Linked DNA regions of Pan troglodytes: all the other regions are linked to region 3. The links are chromatin contacts, called in public HiChIP or PLAC-seq maps. All regions are on one chromosome and are shown on one strand. The core of a region is the stretch at or near the end of the contact, and the rest is flanking DNA. Distances in the headings are between cores, read along the strand shown. Region 1 holds the start of SLC35B1 (solute carrier family 35 member B1). Region 2 holds the start of KAT7 (lysine acetyltransferase 7). Region 3 holds the start of NXPH3 (neurexophilin 3).

Region 1 (3,851 bases), core at 57-2,556, 130 kb after region 3:
CAAAGTCATTAGTTTTACAGACTTCACAGAGAGGCTGTGTAAGTACAAAATGGGGTGGAGATCATGAGTTAGCCTTTAAGGTTGAATCAATGCTTAATGCCCAGCATACTGAGGGAACTTGGGGTGGTGGGGTACCCAACAAATTACTATCTAGGTACTCACAGATCTTGGCAAACACAGCATTAATCACACATTGAATGAAGACCAAAGTTAAGGCAAAGGTGAACGTCTCCTGCTTGGCTCCTTCCCCATACTTTCCTCTTGTTCTAGAAATGAAATGCATGAGAAAAGAGGGAGAAATTAGTGTATTTCACTCACTGTCATCTAATATATCCCGAGCCACTGAAAACTTTAAAATTATCTTGCCTCTCTGGATGTAGGCAGAGTTTGTTAAGGACCACTAGGCTCATTTGCAAAAGGGGCTGATTTTACTGGATCTAGAAACTAGACATCCCAGCCTACTGATTCCAAAGCCTAAGAAAAGAATACCCGAAAAAGACGGAGAGGAAACATGCAGAACGAGATAGTGAAATCAGGTACCCCAGGCAGGAGGAGACGGTATTTCGGCTATGGCACCAAGGCCGAGGACGAATAGGTTGTTTGCAAGCATCTGGGAGTACCAAAAGGGGGCCGACTCGGGTCCTGTTTGAGGGATAGAAGTCTCAGCCTGTAAAACGCAGGCCCTTAGAACCAAGCGGGGAAAAACAGCTAAGAAAAGAAAATAACCAAGTCCGAAGAATCCAGAAAATAATCCTGGAGTTCTGGAATTCTGGGTTGGCTCAGCCATAGCTGCAAAAGTAGTGGGGTGCTAAGAGGGCGACAGCCGGGCAGGAGGACAAGAGGAAAGCCCGGGTCCAGAGGCAGAAGGCCCGGGATCCCTGTCACAGGCTGGGGAGAGAATGTCGGCCCGCCCCCGGGGTCGCTCACATCTTTTCCTGCAGGATCCCATAGTAAAAATAGCAGACAAAGACACCCAGGAAGCAGAGCGGCAGGCGCAGCCGGTCGGGCACCAGGGAGCTGCTAGAGGCCATGAGACGCCCAGAGGAGCCGACTGGAGACCCGCTCACAACCGGCACCGGCAGCAGCGGCGGCGGAGGCGACAGCTCCAGCCGGACATCGCCGACCGGCGGCAGGGGCCTCATAGGAGCTGCATGCGACCGCTGTCCAGCAGGGCCCAGCAGTCACTACCAGAACTGCCGGCTCAGGGCTGCCAAGGGGGAAACTCCTCAGAACCCAGCAACCACTTCCTAGGAAAGAAAACCCGCCCTGGGACCTTGGCTCCATCCCTGAGGGCCAGGGGAACCGGCAGCCTCGAGACTGATCCCTCGCCCTGGAGATTTTTCCAATCAGGCAACTCTGAGGACAACTGCGACCCAGAGCACCACAGGGTGTCCTAGAGCCACCTGGGCGTAGAATAATGACGTATAAGGATGTGGAGGCCACCAATTGGCTGCGCTGTGCGAAGACGGACAGGTAGGCGGGGCAGGAGGAGGTGTGGCCGGCAGAGCAAATCCAATAGTCTTTTCCGCGGCGGGCGGCCAGGCTTCTGCTGGGTCCTAATGCCAAATCCCTTACTGGAGCCTCAGCGCCGTCTAGCTGCTGCCCAGCGTCAGCGACTTTACCTGCTCATTACCTAGGCACATCACTAGGCTTCCAAGGGGGAGAGCGGCACAGTAAGTCTCGGCTTGGTCACTTAAAGGCGGGGTAACCTACCCGTGTCACCCAAGTTCTGAGCCGGAGTTTTCCAGGTCTGGAAACTAGGGATAATTAGTAATAGCCACCTTGTCGCCTCTTGGCTGTTGTGAGGATCAAATAAGAGTGTTTTGTAAACTGTAAAGTATGCTGTGCAAGCTTAAGGTATTATTAGTCATCACTGTTTCTCAGCCCTGATCTTATTTCCTCACATCGAGGGGTGGAAATGGAGGCTTACTGAAGTCAGTTTTCTTCCAAGTCCTAACAACTCACCAACAATGGCGCAAACCCTTCGGCCGCGCTCCTGAATATTTCCCATTAATGAGCTCCTCGTTGGATCCCTTCCTCATGCAAGTGTTGGGTCTTCACTTGCTGGCACGAATTGCCAGGGCAAGACTGACCTCAGGTCTTCCTACTACTACCTCCAACCCCCTACTTAATTGGCCCAAATCTCCGGCCACCTGGTGGACTCTGGGCTGCTCTCTAGGTCGAGGCTCCTTCTCTTCTAGCAGCCTGCTCTTTTGGCACAGCCTCAGGCAAAGGAAGGAAATACTGGGCAGCACCACACCCATCGCTCCGGGCCTGACTCACTAAGGCTTTGCGGGGGAGCCAGAAGTCTTTTAGAGGGAGGGGTAAGGGATAGAAGATAGGGTGTCCCCAGCCCACTGTCTCCTCGATATTAGTGGCATGGGAAAGCCCCATACATTTGCTCTGTTGCTCAGTAGCTTACTCTACTGGCTCAGCCCGCGATGCCAGGGCACCAAATAGCTGGGAAGAGAGACCTGCCAGCTCTACTTCTTTACCAGCTGGGACCTCAAACAATTCGCTTGTCCTGAGTCGAGTTTCCTCACGTGAAATTAATGGGAATATAATAACAAGCAGGAGAGCGCTGTGGTTAGAAACATGGGCACTGGATTCAAATGATCAGGTTTCCAATCCTAGCTCTCCCACTTCATATCTGTGTCTTTTGGGGAAAGTTATTCAATCTATTTGTCCTTCCCTGATTATACAGTGGGACTTACCATATTTCTCTTACTGGGTGGTTGTCATATTTCAATAACACTTTATGTAAAGCACTTAACATGGTAGCTGGTTCTTACCAGCCCAATGAATGGTGGTTGGGATAGCCTGGTTTAGGAGTTTGTTGTCAGGTCTTATGAGGCAGATACAATTGTACTTATTATGACTGCCCTTGGGGTAGTCAACTGTTCACCCATACAATGGGGATGTGTCTTTTGTGAAAATGCTTCGGAAATTCCAAAGCATCATTGAAATATTGAGATGGTTATTCCCATTTTCCCCAAAAGCCTAAGAGCTCTTACAGGTGCAGCATTATAAAGGCTGCGAAAGGATAAGAGTAGTGTCTTTGTATAGTTTCTTTGTTCCCTTCAAGGCTGCACACTATGTTGTGGGTACTCCCTGAGATGAACCAAAGCTTCCCCAAAACTGTCAAGAGATCCAACCAGTGCAAAGAACACCCACAATGTCAAACTGTCTTCCCTTGGTCACCTGCTTTTCCTTTCTGAAATCCATTCTCCTTAGCTTTTTCAGACTCATACAAGAATGGGTAACTTCCCCAGTGACTCCCTCACCCCACCTCTAGGACAAACCACCCTCTTCATTCTGGACAGCCTTTTCATGGGTCTGTTGTTTATATGTCCATGTAAAGTATGCAAGCATGGTGTCCAGAGGACAGGAACTCTGTGTACAGCCATAACAACACCCAGATGTGGGAATTGAGGCTCCTTCTCTTGAAGACAAAGATGAAATGATCAGTATAATACCCTTAATCTCTACCCCACTCCTCCTTCCCCAAATATTTAACAGAACTTCAAGCTGCTGGGAATATTTATTTATTTATTTGGTCTATTAACACCAAGATCTGCAAAAAAACAACCTCTAAACACAAGATAAGAAAACTCGAACATTAACATTCTTCAATTTTGTGTAAGCTCTGCAATACGGAAAATATACAAACTTCAAACAGCTGCAAAAATAGTGTCTTTGGGAGAAAATAGAGTCTCTACATCGATACAAGAAAAATAGGCATTTTTCTAATCCATCCAGCCCTGGGGTGGGCGGAGAGTATAGAGTCGCCATTTGCCACCTGGAGGAATGCCAGCTCTCCTCCCCACTACCCACCTGGGGCTGGGCGGGCT
Region 2 (3,921 bases), core at 553-3,052, 210 kb after region 3:
ACCTTAATCCCAGCACTCTGGAAGGCCGAGACAGTATTTCAGCTCAGTAGGTCGAGACCAGCCTGGGCAACATGGTGAAACTCTGTCTCTACAAAAAATACAAAAATTAGCCAGGTGTGGTGGCACACGCCTGCAGTCCCAGCTACTCGGGAGGCTGAGGCAAGAGAATCCCTTGAGCCCACGAGGTGGAGCTTGCAGTGAACTGACATCCAGCCATTGCACTCCAGCCTGGGCAACACAGCAAGACTCTGTCTTGAAAGAAAAAAAAAAGAAGAGACAGAAAAAAAGAAGGATGGTATGAAATAACTGAGATATGCTCTTAATGCAAGAGATCCTTACCACCAGTTGGGGAGCCAGAACATTCAAATGTAACCTCAGGAACATATCCGTGAGTGCAAAATAACAGAGTAATGTATGAAATTAAATGCTTAAGTGGTGAGGGGCTACATGAAATTAAATGCTTAAGTGGTGAGAAGTAATGTGAACCATTTTCAAATAAGTTCTTACGTGCAGTTCAACCTAAGTAGGTTATCAAAGGTATTTATACTAAGCACTAAAAGCTAAGTATTAAATACTAAAAGCTGCCTGTGTCAACACTGGCCCAGGACATCCCCAAGGAGAGTGCTGGCTAAAGGTCTGGAACTTTAACTCTTTAGAGTTCTTTACTTAGCACATCAATCAGATGTTTACCTTCTGCTTCTTTGTTCTTTAGCCCTGCTCCTGGGGGAAATCTCCATCTTAACGGGGCCTCAGTTTGAAATTGGGGTTCGGGATCCTAACTTAATGACTGAGCGTGCCCGGGTTCCACCCAGTCGCAATTGGTCAAGACTTGGTCCTCTCAAGGCCTTTCCTCCGGAGAGGTTAAATCCTCAACGCCTGCTCTCCACTTTCCAGCCTTTTCTTAAGGCTCTTCTTTCAGCCTAGTATCTGTGACCAACTTCTCCTTCCTAGGCCCTCTCATTATTATTTAAATGTCCATTCTTTTGGGGGCTTCGACTTCACTAAAAACATTCCTTCCTCTTCCTCCGCCTCGTAACTCTCTGCTCAAGCATCTGGATGCCAGAGGTCATTTGAGCTAAATGGGGTTCAAAGCTTTTCTGACTCTGGTACTGCATTCCCCACTTTCAAATCACATTTTTCACCCCAGGGCCCCCAGTGGTCTCAAACCCAAACATAGTGCGGGAAGGAAGTGGGCGCTCGCCACAGAGCTAAATTGGGAATTCTTTGACCTGCAGCTTCTGGAGAATGGTTTTGCCTCCTCCCCGCGACATCAACTAACTCACTTGCTGTTAGCTAAGGGCAAGGACAATGTCTCCTCTACCAGACAGGAAACTTGATGGCGGACGCTATCCGTTAGTTCCTTTTTCAATTACCCATTCCCACCCCTTCGAGACCACGATGTTTCTTAAAATACAAAGTTTCTTTTACAAAACATCCCTCCGCAACTTTGAGTTTATATAATAAACGGAAACGTCCTTTAAACAATCAGGCTACGAAGGGGTTAAATCTAATCTCAGCAACCTGATGGATTCTGGGGGGTTTCCTTCCTCGACTCTAGAAATTAAAACGACCGGGAAGGGAAATTTTGCCCAAGGTAAAGATGAGAACCGTTTACATCAACTGTCAGGCTTCTGCCCCAAACAACAATGGCTACCCACGCCCACAAACAGAGCCACTCACGTAACTAAAAATGGTTGGCTCCGGGTTCCACCACTGGAGTCACTTTCTGCCCAACTTCAAAATGGCGCCCACTAGCTTCACCAAAAGGATCGAACTTCCCAGCACCCTCTCTGGCCCGTAACGTCAGGTGACGCGAGACCCAGCCGGAAGTGAAGGAAAAAGCGCTTCAGCCCGCGGCGCCTGCGCAGAACGCTCCAGACGCTGAGAGGCAGGAGGCACTAGGGATCGTCCGCAGGATTGGGACTGATACAGAGGCCGCCACGGAGCCCGCCGGAGCCACCGTTCCTGCTGCTGCTGCCGCTGCCCGAATCGGAACCGTCGGGCCGCAGCCGCCGGCAATGCCGCGAAGGAAGGTGAGAAACGGGAGAGGAGGGATGGCGGGTTTCTAAGGACAGTCGATTGAGCACCGTGACGCAGTTGGCCACGCCTCACAGTGCTTGGGTCCCAACTTTCCGCTCCCCCGAACCTTGTTCAGCCACCCTCTCTTCTGTCCATACCCAACAGAAAAATGTGGGCCCGACCCTGGCCTCGGCCTATGCTTGCAACTATTCCCGCCCTCTGCTTGCCTGGATCGGAGGCGTTCTTATTAATTGGTCGCTGAAACGTCTGGAAGCATATTGATTGGCTGGTGACGCCGCCTGTTTGGGCTCAACGGTCACCTCCCCGCGTGCGGGGGCGGTGTCTGGCCCCGGCCCCAGCGCTCTCCCACTGGCTGGAGAGAACGATCCCTCCTCTCCTGATTGGTCGAGGTTGGCAGTCTGTCCTGTGGGGGCGCGGCTTAGGCGGACCTCGATTGGGTGGCCCGAATCCCCGCCTTTCCGAGCGGGGACGCTGATAGGTGCAGAGGCGGGGTTTTGGAGGCCTCGTTACCTTCCAGGTGGGGGGCACAACAAAGCAGAAGACTGGGTGGTGGGAAGCCAGCGCCCACTCCCAGGGGATCCCTCTCAGGCCAGTTGCCTCCAAGCAGTTGCCTCTTTCCTTATTTGCTAGTTCGACAGCGCCTAGAAAATGCAGTTGGTAAAAACTAAAAACTTCTAGAATTAGAAGGCACTTAGAAGATCACCCAGGAATGGCCCCCTCGTTTCTTCTTACAGCTGAACTAACGGAGGTCCATGGAGTGCCGCAAGCCACTCAGGCAGTGGCAGATCCAGAATATAGAACAAATCTAACTCAATTCAACAAATGTCTATTGACTACTTTCTGCGCGGTGGTTGCTGTGGATTCAGAAATTAATTAGATGTGATCCCTGGCTTAAGGGTGTCACAGCCCGATAGGAGAAAACAGACATGAATAACCTTAGAAGGATCTAGTAAGTTCTCAGCTTGGAGGTGTATACAAAGTGTTGCTGGAAGGAAGTGAAGGAGCAGTTAAGTCTGCCCTGGAGTACAATGGGAGATATATTGGTAAAAGCCACAGAGAAGAGCTGAGTTCCAGGATCAAGCCAGGAAGGAACAAGTCTCACGTCAAGGCTTTAAATATCTCGGTAATTAGACTATAATGGTGACTTTTAAGATTCCCCCTTCATTTCAGCCGTTTTCTGTGATTCTTGCTCATTTCCTGGCAGGTTACCCTTAAGATACTTGGAAAACTGGGTGGTATTCTTGCTCATATCAATAGAAATCTTTCTCTTCACAGCGGCTTTTCAGGTTGAAAATGTACACTTTTTAATGTCTCCTAAAATGACCTCAGCTGGTGGGTGGTATGTATGTGTTTTTTTTGTTTGTTTGTTTTTGAGACGAGGTTTTGCTCTTGTTGCCCAGGTCGGAGTGCAATGGCGTGATGTTGGCTCACTGCAACCTCCGCCTCCCGGGTTCAAGCGATTCTCCTGCCTCAGTCTCTCTAGTAGCTGGGATTACAGGCGGATTCCATGACGCCCAGCTAATTTTTGTATGTTTAATAGAGACGGGGTTTCACCATGTTGGTCAGGGTGGTTTCGAACTCCTGACCTCAGGTGATCCACCCGCCTCGGCCTCCCAAAGTACTGGGATTACAGGCATGAGCCACCACGCCCGGCCGGTGGTATGTATGTAAAGGCTCACCAAATGCAGGAATAATATTGGTGCCTTGAAATAGGGCCACAATCCTCTTTCTTAATTTCCCAAATACCGGGAGTTACTTGAAAATGTACATTTTTTTAGTAACCTGTTTGGCGGCAAACCTGTCTTAATCTGTCCTGAGGCTACTTATGGTTTTTGTGTGTCTCATTTAGTGTGACTGTTTATATTTTTTGCTGCAGAAATA
Region 3 (4,044 bases), core at 729-3,228:
AGGGTGTCCCATTCATCTCTATCTCAACCCCTGGCCTGGCGCCTGGCACGGCGGACAGGCTCGGCCAGTGGGTGATGGATAAATGCGGAGGGGAAACTTGAACAAAGTGAGAGCCAGAAATGACCAAGAGGGGAGTAAGGGCAAGCCTGGCAGGAGGAGCAGCCGGAGCAAATGTGTGGGAAGTGGAGGAGCAAGAACTTCCGTTTACTGCACTCCTACGACTGCCCGCCAGCCATTGTGCCTGCGCTTTGTTTGCACATTTTGTCTCATTTGGTTCTTGCAAGAACAGATCAGGAAACGGACATCAGAGAACCAGAGTAACCTGCCCAAGGTCACACAGCCAGGTCTGGAACAGAATCTGGGACTGTCTGGCCTGAAAACCTGTGCTCTTTCTGCTGGGCCACACAGCTCTCCTAGGGACAGGACCTTCTGGAAACCAGACAAGGAGTGGGCCCAGCTACGCCCCTGCCTAGCTGAGCGCCGGAACCAGCTGCCCACACTCAGGCCAACAGCTTCTCCCTCCCAGCCGGACCAGAGGCTTAGAGGCCAAACAAAGATTTGCCTGTTCCTGCCTCCCCGGCTTTGGGGGGTCTTTGACTAGACATGCATGCCACCACCCACCCCACCCCCCACCAACACCAAGAAAGAGCTGTTGCATCTTGGTATGGCCCAGGGTGCCTGGAAATGCAGGGGGCTCTGTGATGCTGTCTGGGTTTTGCAGAATCTGTCTCCCTCATCGCACTTGGCCCAGGCTGATATTAAGATTCATCTGCATTCTCCGTGCACCCGCCTGGCAGATGGTGGGGGAGGAGGCTGGGTGCATGCCGGGGTTGCAGCCATGGGACCGAGCTGGGCCTTGGAGGGCCACAGAGCAGAGTGCCCACCCACCGTGCTCCTTGGGCCCAGCCCAAGCTGGGACCACTTCAAATGATGGGGTGCCTCCTCACCTTCATAGCCTCCAAGGGGTGCCAGGACTTGACCTTTCATTTTTCTACAGACTAAAGGGACCCTGGAATTCCAGGAGGGAGACCTGAAGATATGGAGTGGGGGTGATGGAGGATGGGCCCCCATCTTTGGGAATCTCAGATCAGGGTCGTGTTCTTCCTCCTTGCCCTGGAGGTTTGCAGGGACCCCACTGGGACAGGAGCCACTCTCGGCCTGGTGACCCCTGTGGCATAGAGAGGGTAAGTAGTGAATAATGAAGGGACAGGCTCCAGGAAGGCCTTGCTCCCCTCACTCTCCAGCTTCTCAGGACCTGCCCCCGGCCCCAGAATCTAGCCTGGCCCCTAACAGCCTTTTCAGCCCAGGGGCCCAGCCAAATACTTCCTGTCACAGTGGCTGGACCGAGAAGGTCCAGGGATTATCTCAGCCCCTCCAAGTAAAGTAGAAGAGGGAAGGAGCAGACATCATAACAAAAGGAGTGCAGGCTAGACACCCAGAAGGACTTCCCTCAGCACAGGTTTTGGCTCTTAGAATGGGTTTTTTAAAAAAAGGATCTTTCTTAATTCCAGGACTCCTGAGTTGGGGGCAGGGCAGCCGATTCTTGCTGCCCGCTCCCGGGGAACGGGCGCCCTGCAAAAGAGGTGGAAACGGTAGGGTCCGTATCCCCTGGACACCACCCTCTCCCTTCCTCTCCAAGAGCTACTCCGCCCCCGCGTGCCGTCCTCTCCTGGCTGGAGAGCCGGCGTCCTAGGTCCCCGGGCTGCGGGCCGGCAGGGGAGGAGTTAACTCCGGAGGTACCGGCTGGGCTCACTGTACCTGCCGCCGCCGCCGCCGCCGCCGCCGGTGGGAGGGACGAGGAAGCGGGAGCCGCCTGGGCGCCAGGAGCGCTCTAGTCTGGCGGGGCGTAGCGCGGGGAGCGGGCGGCCGGGGCTCCGCGCGGCTGGGGGCGTCCGCCAGGGGGCGCGCCGCGACGGGGCGGGTGGAGCAGCCTGGTTTGGGGAATTAGCACCAAGGACGGGCGCGCGCGCAGGTCCCCAGCACATCTGGGCGAGAGCGGCGCCGCTGGAGCCGAGGGGGGCGCCGAGCGCAGATCTGGAGCAGCAGAGCCACGGCGCAGCTGGGGCCCTTCGAGGCGCTCGGGGCGCACATCTGGGACCTCAAGCGGGGGCCGTGCCGCGCGCAGCTGGACCAGGGGAGGGGGGCGGCGGCTGCACAGCTGGACCGAAGGGGGCGGGGTCGGCCCTGGGCGACCCGCTGAGGGGAGGGCCGCGGGCCGCCGGGGACTGGAGCATGGGACGGCGCGCCTGAAGGAGCAGGAAGGGGAAGGAGGCCTGGGACCCCGAAAAGAGAAGGGGAGAGCGAGGGGACGAGAGCAGAGGAGGAAGATGCAACTGACTCGCTGCTGCTTCGTGTTCCTGGTGCAGGGTAGCCTCTATCTGGTGAGTGGTCCGAGGGGAGCTGCGCAGAGGGGCGGGGGCCCGGAGGATCGGGGGAGAGCGCGGGAAGCTTGCGAGCCCTGAAACTTTCTCCCTTCCCCCGACATCCCGGGGATGGCGGGGAAGACTGGAGGCTGGGGGAGAGGGCGGGTCCGAGGCCGGAGACTGGACAGATAGGGTTAATAGGGGCGGGGAGAGGGTGCTTGGCTGGCCCACCCACTCCGCAGCGGGTGGCTGGAGGTGCGACCAGCGCTCGGAAAAAGGCCTCGAGCCGGGTCGCCAGGGTTACCCGACCCCTTCCCAGAGCCTCAGGACCGCTGAAGCGGGGGGCGAGTGGGGCGCGGGTCGTGGAGCTGGTGACCTGCAGGCTTTTCCCCTGACCTCTGGGACTCAGAGAGCCCCGGGTTCTGGGTCCCCCAGAGCACAGAGTCGGTCCAGGCGGGGGGCGGCCCCCGCGTCCCTCCCCTCCCGCCTTCCCTCCCGCTCCCTCCCTCCCCGCCTGTTGTTTTCCTCTGCTCTCCCGGCTGCGCGCAGCCGGAGCCCCACAGGACTTGGGCAGGCGGCTCCCGCCCCAGGCACTCGCGGCAGCTGAGCGGAGCGCCCAGAGCCCGCTCCCCGTGCGCCGGCTCCGCGGCTTCTCGGCGACCCAGGGCGCCGGGGATCCCCTCCCCGAACCCAGCCCGTGGCTTAACTCCCCTCCGACCGAGCACCCGCTGACCCTCCCCGCAATACTGTCGTGAAGCCTCAGCCCCACATCTGGACCTGCCCCTTTAATCAACAAGCCCCTTGCCACCGCCCCATGCCACTGTGGGAAGAGCCCTTCCCTTCTCACGGCCCCACCTTTACCCTCCAGCCACTCAGCCGTGACCCCCAGGAGCAAGTACCTACAGGTCTGCAGCCCTAGACCCAGACCCCGAGCCTCCCGTCCTAGCCGTCCCTCTACCCCACCTCTGGGGCCTGGCAGTCAGGGCCAGCCTGAACTGTGGGGCAGAGACAGACTCGGCCACAGCACACAGCTGCCGGCAACACCCAGGCCAGAACACAGGCATGAGGACCCCACAGCCCCTTGGAGCCCTACTGTCCCCACCCCAGTGTCACCACCATATCCAGATGCCCCCGGTGCTGGTAGTAAAGACACCTAGGGCAAGTGGTTGCTTTCAAAAGCTGAGCAAACACACAGCCAGGCTGCGCCTCAGGAAGCCCTGTCAACCCCCTGATGCCCCCCACTGCTGTCCCACTCTCCCTGTGGCACCTCCAGGAATCTCCCAGGTGTGGGTTGTCACCACAGCTGATCCAGCAGAGGGAGGATGAGCCCCTGCAGATTCCAGAGGCGGATGGCGCCTGGATAAAAACCCTTTCAAAAAGACACATCTGATCTGTGAGGCCAGGAGTGTGGAGTGTAAAGGAAGGGCTGACCCTATGTGAACTCAGCCTTGTAGTGTTGTAATCTCTGAGCCCCGGTGTCCTTATCTGTGAAATGGGAATAAGAACTCCTACCTCAGAATCCAAGTAACATCTTGGCATGTCATCATCAGTGTACCCTGGAGAGGTGTTTGGCTTTCCATTCCCATGGCCATCCTGGGTGTGGCATTCACTCCGGGTCTCCCCTAGTTCTCTTGCCAAACCTAAACTATATTCGTGCTTGAGAATTACACTGTGTTCTGCT

The links. HiChIP or PLAC-seq counts read pairs in DNA pulled down with a chosen protein or histone mark.
Region 1: an H3K4me3 HiChIP or PLAC-seq map of stem cell-derived excitatory neurons shows a contact between it and region 3, with 11 times the contacts expected there. The contact joins the promoter of SLC35B1 here to the promoter of NXPH3 in region 3. A contact is called at or near these places in 5 of 7 Hi-C or Micro-C datasets (blood, induced pluripotent stem cells, a lymphoblastoid cell line and 1 more), 1 of 1 datasets of contacts at active chromatin or transcription factors (stem cell-derived excitatory neurons) and 1 of 1 other capture datasets (stem cell-derived neural stem cells).
Region 2: a contact with region 3 is called in an H3K4me3 HiChIP or PLAC-seq map of stem cell-derived excitatory neurons, with 4 times the contacts expected there. The contact joins the promoter of KAT7 here to the promoter of NXPH3 in region 3. A contact is called at or near these places in 3 of 7 Hi-C or Micro-C datasets (blood, induced pluripotent stem cells and stem cell-derived neural progenitor cells) and 1 of 1 datasets of contacts at active chromatin or transcription factors (stem cell-derived excitatory neurons).

Annotation. Positions count from the first base shown.
Region 1 is chr19:62,844,774-62,848,624 of NHGRI_mPanTro3-v2.0_pri, forward strand. SLC35B1 (solute carrier family 35 member B1) reads right to left here and starts at 1,307. Exons shown (of 9, transcript XM_001156965.7): 1 at 928-1,307; 2 at 163-266. The coding sequence starts at 1,142. It overlaps FAM117A (family with sequence similarity 117 member A), which reads right to left. Exons shown (of 9, transcript XM_054671117.2): 9 at 3,530-3,851.
Region 2 is chr19:62,925,002-62,928,922 of NHGRI_mPanTro3-v2.0_pri, forward strand. KAT7 (lysine acetyltransferase 7) reads left to right here and starts at 1,803. Exons shown (of 15, transcript XM_511869.5): 1 at 1,803-2,033. The coding sequence starts at 2,019. FAM117A (family with sequence similarity 117 member A) reads right to left here and starts at 2,364. Exons shown (of 9, transcript XM_054671117.2): 1 at 2,247-2,364.
Region 3 is chr19:62,711,814-62,715,857 of NHGRI_mPanTro3-v2.0_pri, forward strand. It overlaps NXPH3 (neurexophilin 3), which reads left to right and starts at 1,979. Exons shown (of 2, transcript XM_016932473.4): 1 at 1,979-2,381. The coding sequence starts at 2,328.